Linked DNA regions of Mus musculus: region 2 is linked to region 1. A link is a contact called in public promoter capture Hi-C data. All regions are on one chromosome and are shown on one strand. Each heading gives the region's core, a stretch centred on a gene start, on an enhancer-like site or on the middle of the called end of the contact. The rest is flanking DNA. Distances are from core to core; before and after follow the strand shown.

Evidence for each region. Promoter capture Hi-C pulls out the DNA fragments that hold promoters and counts their contacts.
Region 2: a contact with region 1 is called in a promoter capture Hi-C map of neural stem cells. The contact joins the enhancer-like site here to the promoter of Noxa1 in region 1. A contact is called at or near these places in 17 of 39 promoter capture datasets (the 3T3-L1 cell line, 3T3-L1-derived adipocytes, the C10 cell line and 11 more), 1 of 15 datasets of contacts at CTCF or cohesin (pro-B cells), 45 of 484 Hi-C or Micro-C datasets (the Ba/F3 cell line, the C2C12 cell line, the G1E-ER4 cell line and 31 more), 13 of 115 datasets of contacts at active chromatin or transcription factors (the 230-238 cell line, the HPC-7 cell line, embryonic forebrain and 9 more) and 4 of 9 other capture datasets (adipose tissue, liver, macrophages and 1 more).

The regions. Positions count from the first base shown.
Region 1 is chr2:25,093,789-25,099,922 of GRCm38.p6, reverse strand. Noxa1 (NADPH oxidase activator 1) reads left to right here and starts at 4,718. Exons shown (of 12, transcript NM_172204.4): 1 at 4,718-5,175. The coding sequence starts at 4,999.
Region 2 is chr2:25,166,855-25,172,830 of GRCm38.p6, reverse strand. No RefSeq gene overlaps it. Among named protein-coding and RNA genes, the nearest start is that of Nrarp, 11 kb to the left of the region's middle. Within about 2 kb of position 4,685, at least 171 of the 459 cell types and tissues checked have an H3K27ac peak or open chromatin away from gene starts, as enhancers often do. A contact at or near this core is called in the C2C12 cell line, the G1E-ER4 cell line, astrocytes and 16 more, where this site is marked.

The DNA of each region.
Region 1 (6,134 bases), core at 3,469-5,968:
CAGGCAGCAAGGAGGTAACCAGGGTGACAGCTCACGCCCACAGACACTTCCTGCTGCTTCCCTGCACTGATACACTCTCCTCAGCTCCCATCCCCTCACCTCTGCACAAGGAAGACCATTCCACAGACACAGCAGAGGGAGTTCAGTGACTTCCCTAGCTAATGTGCTCAGGGACGCTGATATGTCCTTGTACAGCCAGACACACTAGTGTGTGTTCCTGTAAGTCAGATACCCTGGTGTGTGTCCCTGTACAGCCAGTCTGTACCTATGAATGGAAAGAAGACAGAGATAGGAGTCCCCAAAAGCTTGTGGGCCAGATAGCCTGGCGTATGCGGTAGCAAGCCAGGTGACAGAAGATGGTTAACAGGTGTCCTCTGACCTCCACATGGGGCCTCTATACTTACACATGAATGTGCACATTGAAAACTCGTATGCACACACAAGATTTTAAAAAACCCAGCAGAGAGCTACAGACTTTTCTTGCAATCGGGTAGTAGCAGGGCTAGGTAAAGGGGAACCTAATCAGGTATGGTTAGATTTCCAGAGATGGCCAAGGCCATCCTGAACTTCCCTCGGGATGCCCTCAGTGATCATGTTGGACATATGGGAAGTGGGATGTAGCCTCTGGTCTCTCAAGGGCTGGAGGATTCAAAAGTTACCGTAGAAAACTCACTGCTAGTCGTACAGCCCCAAAGAAGTAGCACACAGGCTTTCTATGCTAAGGCCACAGATAGCCACTAGAAACTGGTCTCTGGGCCCCTCTGCTGGCCAAGTCCAGTCTCTTCCCAGTCACTCTCCATCAGCAGGACAGCACTGTTCTTAGATCAGCTGGCTGAAAGTTACTGTGCCTCCACCCCACCCCACCCCCGAGCACCTTCCTGCTTGCACACCCAGGAACTCTCTGCACCAGGCAGGCCCTGCCCTCAGCCGCCACTGTGATAGCATACAACAGAGCATGGGAACCACCCAGGGCCCAGTTCATCTGTTTGTCCTAACTGGAGCAGAATCTGGCCTCACTGGGTCCACTGAGAACAGTGCCCATCCCAGTCTCTCTGCTGCTTCTCTTTCTCGCTTCCAGCCCACCTTGGGCTGGCTCTGTCTGGAAGAAGCATCAGGCTCCAGGGAACACTGGTAGGTCAAGGTGTGTCCCTCCTGTCCTCTTTCTGGGTCTGGCATGGGGAATGACCGTGGGGTGAGGGATGGGAGACTCCTGGCTCAGTCTAGAGCACTGGCTTTGAGTGGGTTCCCAGTTCCCTCTGTATTCTGACTTGCTGGTTCCGACTTGGATCTGGTCCCGTGTAGGTTCCAAGGTAGGTCTCCAGGTCCTTCAGGCCCTAGCTGAGGGTTACACGTGACTCTGGACTTGCCATATAGCCTGGGAGACAAGGGGAGGGAAGAGATGCACAGTGGGGCAGAGCTGGTACCTGGAGCCTACTAGGAACAGAACACAGCAGCCCTCAGATGCCAGAGACACCAAGGCAGCCAGGACAAAGGAGGGATTGAGAAGGCTGGCTGGCATAACTGGGCCTCTGCAGCCAGGCTGGCTCAGGCCTCCTCTGTAAACACCACTACTTACTCACAACTCCTCACCCTGAGTCTGCACACATCTCAGAAATGTCCCACAGTTTATCAGCGTAACTCATATACAATAAAGCTTGCCTTCTGCACAGTTCAACTAAAGGACATCTCATTATCTGCCAGAGATCACCCCACACTTCCTCCTCTCCTCTATGAATTTGCTTGTTCTGGATATTTTCCACAAACAGGATCATAGAATATCTGTGTTTTTACAAGTGGCATGTCTCCTCAAAGTATACCCAAGCTATATCAGAGCCTCATGCCTTTTTATAACCGAATGAAAAATAATTGCCTGGATGGAGCATGAATGTATCAGTAATCAGACATCTGGTTTGGTCTCCCCACCTCCTTTTGCTATTATAAATAGTGTCACTTGGAACACTTGTATGTATGTTTTGTTTGCTTCCTTTTACATTTTTATTTATTTATTTATTTAAGACAGTGCCTTGCTATCTAGTTGAGGCAAGCCAGTCGACTCACTATCCTGCATCAACCAGTGCCAACAATATACCCAGCTACTCTGCCAGCTTTGTGTGGATACATTTCTATTTATCTGAGGAACCACTAGACTATCTTTCACTACGATGGTGGTATCATCTTGGGCTTCCATTTGCAGTACACAGATCTTACTTTCCGACAGCTTCACCCACACTTGTCTGGCCCTCTGTGGAAAGTCTGGCCCACACCTGTGCTCCCGGGACAGCATTGGCTCATGTACACAAAGGAGAATCCTCGGGTACCCTTCCATTGCTCACCCCACCTCCCCTCTAGATCCTGCAAGGCCAGAGGAGGAGAGGGTAAATGACCCCATGTCCAATTCACTTTCTTGAGTGACCTCTCTTAAAAGGAAATTGAGGCTTGGCCCTCAGACATGACCTTTTCAAGCTGGTATAGAAGTTCCCTTGGACCCTTCAGCAAACATGGAGATAAGAGCCTGTATAGCATCTAACTTCTATAATCCACCTTCCTTTAAGAATCATCAGTGAATTTGAAATCATTCCCAGAGGATGTCCTGCCACTCAGATGCCAGTCAAACAAGGGCTATGGACCTACATGGAGCCAAAAGCATGTGTCTGTCCAACTGGCGTACCTCTGGACCGCACACCAAGACTTAACAGGGTTCCTGTCTACTTAAACATAAACTACCTGGCCATTATGGTGATCCATGCAAACCAATGTATGGAGAGCACATCATATATGCTCAGGGGAAAGTCACTGTGGCTGACACTTGGGGTTCATCAGAGAACAGGAGGAATTCCTTGTAGAACTTGGGACCATGTTCTACACCATGCAACATAAGAAAATGGGCTGTCTTGGTTAGTTTTCTATAGCTGTATAGACACCTTGACTAAGGAAACTTAGAGAAGAAAAAATTGATCTGGGGCTTACAGTTCTAAGAGTGAGTCCATGTCCACCAGGGCAGGAGCATGGTGGCAGGTAGGCAGATGTGGCTCTACAGTTGTAGCCAAGAGTGTGTGTTTTGATCTACAAGCATGAAACAGGGAGCAAGAGAGCTAATTGGGAATGGTGTGGGCTTTTTGAAACCTCAAAGTCCAATCCCCAGGGACATACTCCCTCCACTGAGGAAATACCTCCGGGCCCTTCCCAAACAATTCCACCAAGTGGGAACCAAGCATTCAAATGTATGAGAATATGGGGGTCATTTTCATTCAAACCACCATATGGGCTATGGAACATTCTAGAAAGAATTCTGACCTATGGAAAAGAAAATGGGCAGATGGGGCTGGGAAGGCAGGGATAGAGTTTAGGCTGGGCTTCCAGGAAGGGGCAGTGAGTAGCAAGAGGGAGAGGAGCCAAACAAGGGAAAGTGACCAGCCTGCACGGAGACAATACAAGATCTGGGTATTGGGGCAGAATGGCTGCACTAGGACTTAAAGAAGTCAGGTTAGCAACATCCACGTACTCCAGGCAGCAGTTTAGGGAAACTCAGCCCATAGAGAAATGCCAAGGGACACAGCCCCTGGGAACTCAGGATGACAAGCACTGCTGAGCACCAACTGTTTGCTGACACTATGAGATCTCATTCAGCTCTCAGAAAAGCCTTCGTAGGACAGAATTGATTGCTGCCATTGTTACACGTATGGAGGAATGAAAAGTTAGCTGTCCTGCGTCACACAGGAAGGAGAATCAGCTGTGACTCTGAGTACAGGGGATCAACAACCAGGCAAGGAAGGGTAATGAGCCCACGATACAGCTGAGCCTAGCTACTTGGATTGGGTGTTGTGGTGTTATTTCATGTGTCAACCCTGCCAAGCCATGGTGCCCCAAATGTCAGGGAGAAAACTTCAGTAGAGATTAATGTTGGTATCAGCAGTTTGGGGAAGGCACATGACTCCCATACTGTGGATGGGCCTTATTCGAGCAAGATTATGAAGGTGGACATCAACTTCTGGGTGTCCTGCAGAGTCTACATTGGGCTGCCCCACCTGTCTATACAAGACACAATCCCTGTCCAACCGCTAGTTTTTCTGGATAGCTGTGATCCACCTGGAGAGCAGTGTAGAAGACTCAGTCCCAATGGCCACACTCGCAAGGGAGAGTAGCAGCCAGGCCAGCGCCCACTAGTGGAGAAAGCCCTCGCGGGCTGCCCCACCACCGACCGATACACCTGACTCCGAGGCCCCAATCCGGCTTCTAAGGCCTAGCCACATGGCATCCAGTCCGGCCCATCTTGTTGCTCCAGAGTCTCCAAGCCCACCCGGTCACTTCTGAAGAGGCGGGTCTGGAGGTCGAGCTCTACCAGCCTTTAGATTGTTTCTCCTTTAGGCCGCCCACTTGCCTGACCACGCTGACCTCTGAGCAAGCAGCTCTGCAATGCACCGTCCATACTGACCCCGGAACCTTGGCCCGGTCGTGCAGCACTTTCCCCGGGGTTTCCCCAAACACTCTGCAGTTTTGCATAATAGACGTCGGGGGCCCATCTAGGGCACACTGAAGTTCTGAACTTGCCAGAAAAAAGATGGTGTGGGCTTGGCTTGAGTAAGGGGCGTGCTCACACCTGCTTCCTGGCAAGAACTAGGAGGTGGAGAAGGCGTGTCCATATTGAGATAACCGTGGTTTCATTGGCGTTGAGCTAAGCCAGGGAGTGGACAGATAGGCCTGACGAATGCAGGGGTGTGGCTATGTGATCATAGACCCTCTCCTCAGTGCTAGGGACTTGTTTAAGTAGTTCTAGGCGGGGCGTGAGAGAGGGGCCTAAGCCTTGGGCCATCTACTCAGTTTCAAGGACCGACTGTCACAACTCCAGTTGTCTTGCTACCAGCTGCTTCTCATTGCTGTCCCGGTCCCCTTGGCCCTGGCCTACGGCCTCCCAGCTTCTGTGGGGCACCCTCCTCCTGTCCCACGCGCTCCAGCTAGAATCGCTAACTTCCTTCGCCTCAAAGCAGGCGTCCCCGCTCCATGAGCTCTCTAGGGGATCAGATACGGGACTGGCACCGGGGTGTGCTGGCCGTGGCACGCGAAGACTGGGACTCTGCGCTGTGCTTCTTCTCAGATGTCCGAGAGCCGCTGGCTAGGATGTACTTTAACAGGGGCTGTGTGCATCTGATGGCAGGGGATCCCGAGGCTGCGCTGCGGGTAAGCACCCCAGGACTGGATAACAGATTCCCCTCTCACATCCCTGGTGGAGGCTTTAGGGGAATGCAGATGAAGATGTGACTGCGAACATAAAACCTTATCTTCCAATGGGCATCCTGGAAAAAGACGCTCTTCCGCACCTTATAGTCAACATAGAAGAAGGGGAGGAATCCCTGCCCTTTACCCTGTCATTTACGTAGAGATTGTTCAACTAATGTCCTCTCTTAGTGCCTGCCTGAGGCAGGTTGGAGCTTTGTGGTTAGAAGACCCCTCTTTTTGTTGAGACCAGAATGGGAAGCAGGGCGCCTTCAGTCTCTATAGCCATATAAGCCAAATGCGGCAACTGTACCAGACCTGGCCTGCCCAGGCTCTCTGGTGCTCAGGACTGAGGAAGGAGCATACCCGAAGGCAGGCTGGTGGCTGGGTCAGAGCAGTCAGGGGCTCTGCACGTCCTCTGATAGTGTGCATTTCAGCAGATGCTTGTGATGGGATGGTGGCACACAGTCTGTCATTCCGGTTCTGAGTGAGCACTCACATGAATCTCCACCTGCTTCTCAAAGCAGACCTACTCAGGGGAGCACACTGTAGAGTGAGCATCAGGGCATCCCCCCTTCATGTTCACCATTCCTGGGTGTATGATAGAAGCCCTCAGCACTCTGCCTACAACGCAGACCTACCTGGACACCACAGATGGAAAGCAAAGACACCCAAGACCAAGGGTGAGAGCAGAAACCTGGGCTGTGTGGAGATGGTCTCTTTATTATTTCTTTCTGGAAGCCTTAATTATTTATTTATTTACATGTGTGTATAAATCAGGAGGAAACTTGTGGGAGTCAGTTTTCTCTTTCCCATGTGGAACCTAGTGATCAAACGCAGGTCATTAGGCATGGTGGCAAGTATCCTTACCCACTGAGCCATCTTGCCAGCTCTCTTCTATTACGTCTTACATATTTATCTGT
Region 2 (5,976 bases), core at 3,436-5,935, 73 kb before region 1:
GGAACCACGAGTGCTGGTTTTCCCACGGCCCATTGCCCGCTCTTGGGCCTTGCTGTCACCCTTGTGGGGCCCAGGGAACCCTGCCCCCGCCTGGTCTGGAAAAGCCAGTTCTGCACTGTTCACAGCACCCGCCCTCCACCTTCAGGCTTGCAACCCAGAAAAAGGACCAGCCACCAGGGCCATCATGACAAAGTACACACTAGGCCATTAAGATAGTGACCATTCCTGGAGAATTTAGCCTAATACCGAGTGTTCCTGGCACTTGGGAGACCAACAGCCTCCTTTTTTCAGAGAGGAGGCTTGTAGCCGCTGACTCTCTCAAACTGTCCAAGGCCCCACACCAGGATCCTTATATTGCCTCTCCACTAGTGTGAAGCCAGGAGCCTCAACTTTGGGATGTCATTGGATCCTGTGGGGGTGGGGGGTGGGGGTTGGGGGGTTCAGGCTGAGCAAAGGCCTGAACCTAGATCAGCACAGCTGTGTGCATGCCTTAGGCTAGCCTGACAGGTAGGGAAGAACACCTAGAGGGTGTGGGAGGGCAGAAGTTGGGAAGACTCCCGGCTGCTCTGTCCCAGGAGTCTCTTGGCAGCTGTGAGGTACCAACATTGCTCTGACTCAGGGTCCTTCTGCCTGTGAGTGTTGCTGGTAAGCCCTGAGCCACAGTCATGGTTTGTTGCCTTGTTGGGCACTGGCACTTATGGAGCCACAGCCAGACGTCAATTTGACTTTGCTCTCTGCAAAACCTGACAAGAATGAGAAAAAGAGCTCATTCAGATGTGTCCCAAGATGGCTCCTGGGAAGTGTACACTGATCCTTCCAGCAGTCACAGCCTCTCCTGTGGCCTCTAGGGTATGCAACAAGAGCCTGAAACACATAGTGCTTCCCTGTAGCTCCATCTGGGGCACCATCTGCCTGCTCCTCCAACTGAAAGAGAGATTGTTGGATGGGGATCTATTCCAGAGTGCTAGAGTGGTACCATGAGTAGGCCTACTGTTAGCTGATGTCATAAGGGTGATCATGGCTGAAGGATCCAGAGCTGACCAGCTGTCACAGTCACAACAGTTGTCCTGCACTGTCCCAAGACCATGTATGCCTGGGTGACCACTTGTCCTTATGCCTACTTGGTATATGGGCCACGAGCAAGGATTTTGTGCTTACAGGTATGCTTGCCCTGTGTCCCCCAAAAGTAGACAGATGGCACACAGATATGGCAAGCATAGGGAGCAAGCTCAGAAAAAGGCCTTAAGCCAGGGCAGTGGGTACAGGAGCAGAGCTGGAAAGGCAGCTTTAGTTGGCTCTGCTCTTTTCCCCAGAGTCCACCAGGCCTTCCCTAGGCCAAAGGCAACAGAATCCAAACCTGAAGAGGCCATTAGCCTCTCAAACATCCTCCAGCCCCAGGCATTCCTGAGGCCCCATGCCTTATGTAGTGGGGAACTGAGGGAAGAGTGGGGCATGAGCCCTGGTCCTTCCAGAATTGGATCTGGAGCCATTTGCCCCAAGGTGCAGGGCAGCAAGTGGTGGCCTGTCAGGTTGGGAGCCTTTGCTAATGGGAACTGATCCAGGCGTCTGTGGGGGTAGGCAGAGGTGACCGGAGCTTGCCTCCTACAGGCAGGCCGCCCCGGTGATTCCCACAGCCTGTTCTCCCTGCCCAGCAGGTACCTGGCACAGCTATGAGGTCTATGCCCCACCTACCAGCCGGGGACAAGATGGGTGACCTGATGGCCTGTAAGGGGTTTCTCCCCAAGTCTAGGGGATAGGGTGAGGGACCAAGAAATCAGGGAATCTTAGGACCTCCTGCCTCTGAACAAAGGGGCAGGTGCATACTAACTTGGTCAGACCTGATGCCAGCGCTTCCCCTGCCAGCTGGACTTAGGCCTCACAAAGGGGCTGGGAGAGGTCTGTCCGAGGGATACCCTGGACTGGGCATCCCCACTATCTCCACCCCACTGGCAGACCCAGACATAGGCCTGGCTCAGAAGCTCTCTCACTCCTAACCCTCGCCCAGAAGATACTAGGAACTTGGACACTAAGCACACACTCCAGAGTGGCAGGCCATTTCTGTCCATTTCCCACAATCTGGGAATAGCAACGCATAAAAGAACGGAGAGGAAGTGAGCATATCACACCCCACTGTCTGGCAGGAAGTCAATAGCAGATGCAATACCTGGACACACCCACCCTGGCAAGGGAATCGGTATGGCTCCTGGGTGAGGGGAACCTGTGTTGCTGCCAAGTCCCACAGGTTTTGATTGTCGCCTTACTTGCCCCTCTGACATGTTCCTAGGGACTTTCTGGACAGATGGCCTGACACCTTGCTAGACAGGGTGGGACAGGGCCCGGGGAACACAGTGAGGTGCTAGCCTGCGTGGTCTGGTTCTGCTTCACACCTCACTTTCCCAGGACATCCTGGGAACCGCAGGGCCCTAATGTGATCTGAGAGTCACCTGCTCACACTCTCTCTCAAGGGAAATGAGTTGATTGCTGAGCCACATCTGACAAACACACTTGGGAGCTTAACAGCATGACTGATTTTCTGCTGGCATCAGGCTAAGGATAGACAGAGGGTCTGGGTCCTAGGACCCTGGGGATATGTAAAGGTCTGCCTATGTGTGTAAAGGATTTGTCTAAAGTCTAGTCATAATGTCATACTGTTCTTACGTGGTAAGCTATGCTGTCTACTGGGGGTTGGGGACTCACTCCTAGGGTATGAGTGTTTGGAGCCGGTGAAGATGGCAGCCTTTGGCAAGGGCTTTGCCCTCTGGCCCCTGTCCTGCCCCCTGGCTGAGGAAGGGCAGTTCCCACGGGTCTGACCCCTCCCCCACCTACCGGCTGCCCAGTCCTTTTGTGCAACTGGGACAATGTCTCCACAGACAAGTGGGGGATGGGCAGTGGGGATGTGCCTCTGCCTTCCTGGTGAGGGTCCCCTCAGGGGTCAGGGACAGCTGGGCTCAGCTGGTACTTTGGTGCTCAGACTGTAGGGCTGTCAAGAAGGGAACACTGGTGTGTCTCCCAGGTAGGCAGGGTGAACGGGATGAAGGGCAAGGGTGCTTCAGAATCTCAAAAGAACCGCAACCCAGGGCCACTTTTCCCTTTCTCCTAATGCGGAGATGGAAACTGGGGTCTCAGGCACATGCTAGGGCAAGCACTTGACTGCTGAACAACACACTCAGCTTGACGTCTGCATGGGAGTGCAGGGCTACACATGGCAGTCCATGTGACTGCACATCCTACACTAGGGGAGGCCAGCATCAGTCTGACCTCTCTTGACCCTGCACCTGCCTACAGAATTAACGTTGATTCCCAGCAAGGGAACTAGGCTCAGTCTTCTTATTCTTCTTTTTTTAAGATTTATTTATTGATTATATGTAAGTACACTGTAGCTGTCTTCAGACACACCGGAAGAGGGAGTCAGATCTTGTTACGAATGGTTGTGAGCCACCATGTGGTTGCTGGGATTTGAACTCTGGACCTTCAGAAGAGCAGTCGGGTGCTCTTACCCACTGAGCCATCTCACCCCAGGCCCAGTCTTCTTTACCTCACTGGAAAGCAGACGCTGGGGCCATGGCCCTGTGGTGGGACCCTTTACTCAGTCTTCTCTGGGCTCTTAGGCCTAAGTTGTGGGGGCCAGGGTCTTACAGGTTGGGCCATTCGACTCCCAGGTTTGAAAGCTAGTGGTCTGCCTTGTCTGTGAACAGCATGTGAACCTAGAGCTCTGTACACTTCATGGGTGCTTCAGTCCCTCTGTGGATCAAGTTGTAAGGCCCACGGTCTGGACAATGGGCCATACACAGCCCACAGGTTATCAGCTCCCTTCAAGAGCAGAACACTGTCCCTTACAAATGAAGCCAAGCAACGTGTGAACTATCTTAAAGAAAAGCAAAACAAAACCCAGGCTCTGAGGTAGCCCTGGTTGGCCCTTGCTGTTTAGTTGAGGATACCCTTGAACTTTTGATCTTTCTGTGCAGGGATTACAGAGATGGGGTTTATGCACTGCTTGGTGTGGGGGAGGGGAGGGAGGGGGGAGGATTGTACTGGGGCCGGGCTTTCTGCCTGTTAGGAACACTCCACAGACTAAGCTCCATCTCCAGCCCTGGGGGAAACTTTGTTTTCAGGAGTTCTTATCTAGAAGAAATCTGCACTTGCTAAAACTGGTCAGGCTTTAGGAGCCCCAACCTAGTCAGTGGTCAGCGCAGGCGCAAGACAGTAAGTGTAGGTGGAGACTGGGGCCTCTGAAGACTGAGGCTCTGCTGCCCCGGGCCACTCTTGTCAGAGAAATAAAACAGGGTCTGGGCCACACAGGACGCCTCCTCCCAGGCCTGGCAGGGGCTCCCCCTCTCCACCCAGTTCACAAACGAAATACCCACCCCCCCCCACTTCTTGAGGCCCCGCCCCAGTCCCTGGAACGCCATTCTCTGTGGGCTCTCGCCCCCACCCCCCCCCACCCCGTAGGTCCTCCTTCTCTTCCATCTCCCAAGATTCTAGGGTGCCCTTCTCGCTGGTGCTTTCTCCAAGCCCCGGGGTGCCTTTCTCCCCACAGGTCCCGACTCACTTCTCCCCGGTGTTCCTGGGCACCACCCCCATCCCCCACCCCCGCCCCCTAGTCCTTGCACGGAGCAGGAGGTTCCCAGACGGGGGATGGGCAGCGGCCGTGAGAACGCGCCGGACGGGCAGGCGTGGGAAAGCGGGAGGAGGGGCGCAGGGCGGGCGGGGCGCGCCTGGGAACGGCCCCCGCCCCCGTCACTGCCTTTGAAAGGGCCACTCAGGGCGCCGGCGGGGATTCAAAAGCAAACGGCCGCCACTGCCTTCCCGCCCCAGACGCAGGGGTACCCGTTGCAGGCTGCCCTGTCTTCCACGGGTTGGGCACTACCCATTATGGGTCAGGGGGTGGCCCCCCACCAGGGCCACCACCCACAGCAGGTGGTAGACCCCACATAATCCCTTGCCAGGCAGTTAAGCGGGCAGGGGTCTCAGACTTGAAGTAGGGGACCAGAGAGAGAGAGAGAGACCCACCAAGAATGGCTGAGGATTGTGAGGGGGTGGTGGCATCAAACTATCAGAAGCAGCATACTGATTCACAGGGGCTCGACCAAAGGCAACCACTTGGACCACTCCAGGGCTCCCCCACTGCCCAAGCTGAGTAGGTGTGAGACTAGCAGTATAGAGATTGTCAGCGTAGAGGACATGTGACCAACAGGGGCCTCTCCTTTGCCTTGTTACAAACTCATATCCCGGAGTCCTAGAGAGGCTGTCCTGCTTCCTTAAGGTGGCCATGGACATTTCCTGGGCAGAACTGGCTTGGGAGGGTTCTAGAGACCCCAGATGTACCTGTCAGTGGGCTGTGTCTTTTCTGGGTAGACTCGGGGCCCTGTGCAGGTAGAAGCAGTCTGTGTCTGCCTGTGTCAGGTGTCCATCCAGGTCAGGATGTGCTCCAGTGGCACTGCAGGCCTGGCCTTGTCACCCTCAGCACTCCCCCAGGCCTTTCTTCCTATCCCCCCCCCAACTCACTTCTTTATTTTCAGTCTCAAGGGTTCCTTCCTTTCTTCATCACAGAGTGAAAGCGCCTGAATTCTAGGCTCAGCCACCCAATGAGGGCAATGGGCCTTCTGTGTTGAGCAAGCTCTCTTGGCTTCTGGGATCTCAGCAGTTTGGCTTCACTGGGGATGAGGGAAAGACTGTGCTCAGCCCCTGTGGAGGGCAGATCTTCCTGGTCAGAGGCTCTGAGAGGTCCCAAACTCCCTTCCCTTCCTAGTGTCTAGAGCACAGGGAGGGTGGGGACTTAGGAGCTGGCTTTTGACATTTCTTGCTAGTGGACATTATTTGGGGCACTGATAGGGTCTTCTACTTGATGCCTGCCCTCTTTTCATTTTTGTTTTAAATTTTATGAGAATGGATGTTTTGCCTGCACGTGTACCTGTATCACATGTGCCTGGTGCCCACAGAGACCAGAGGAGGTTCCATGGAATTGGAGTTACAGAT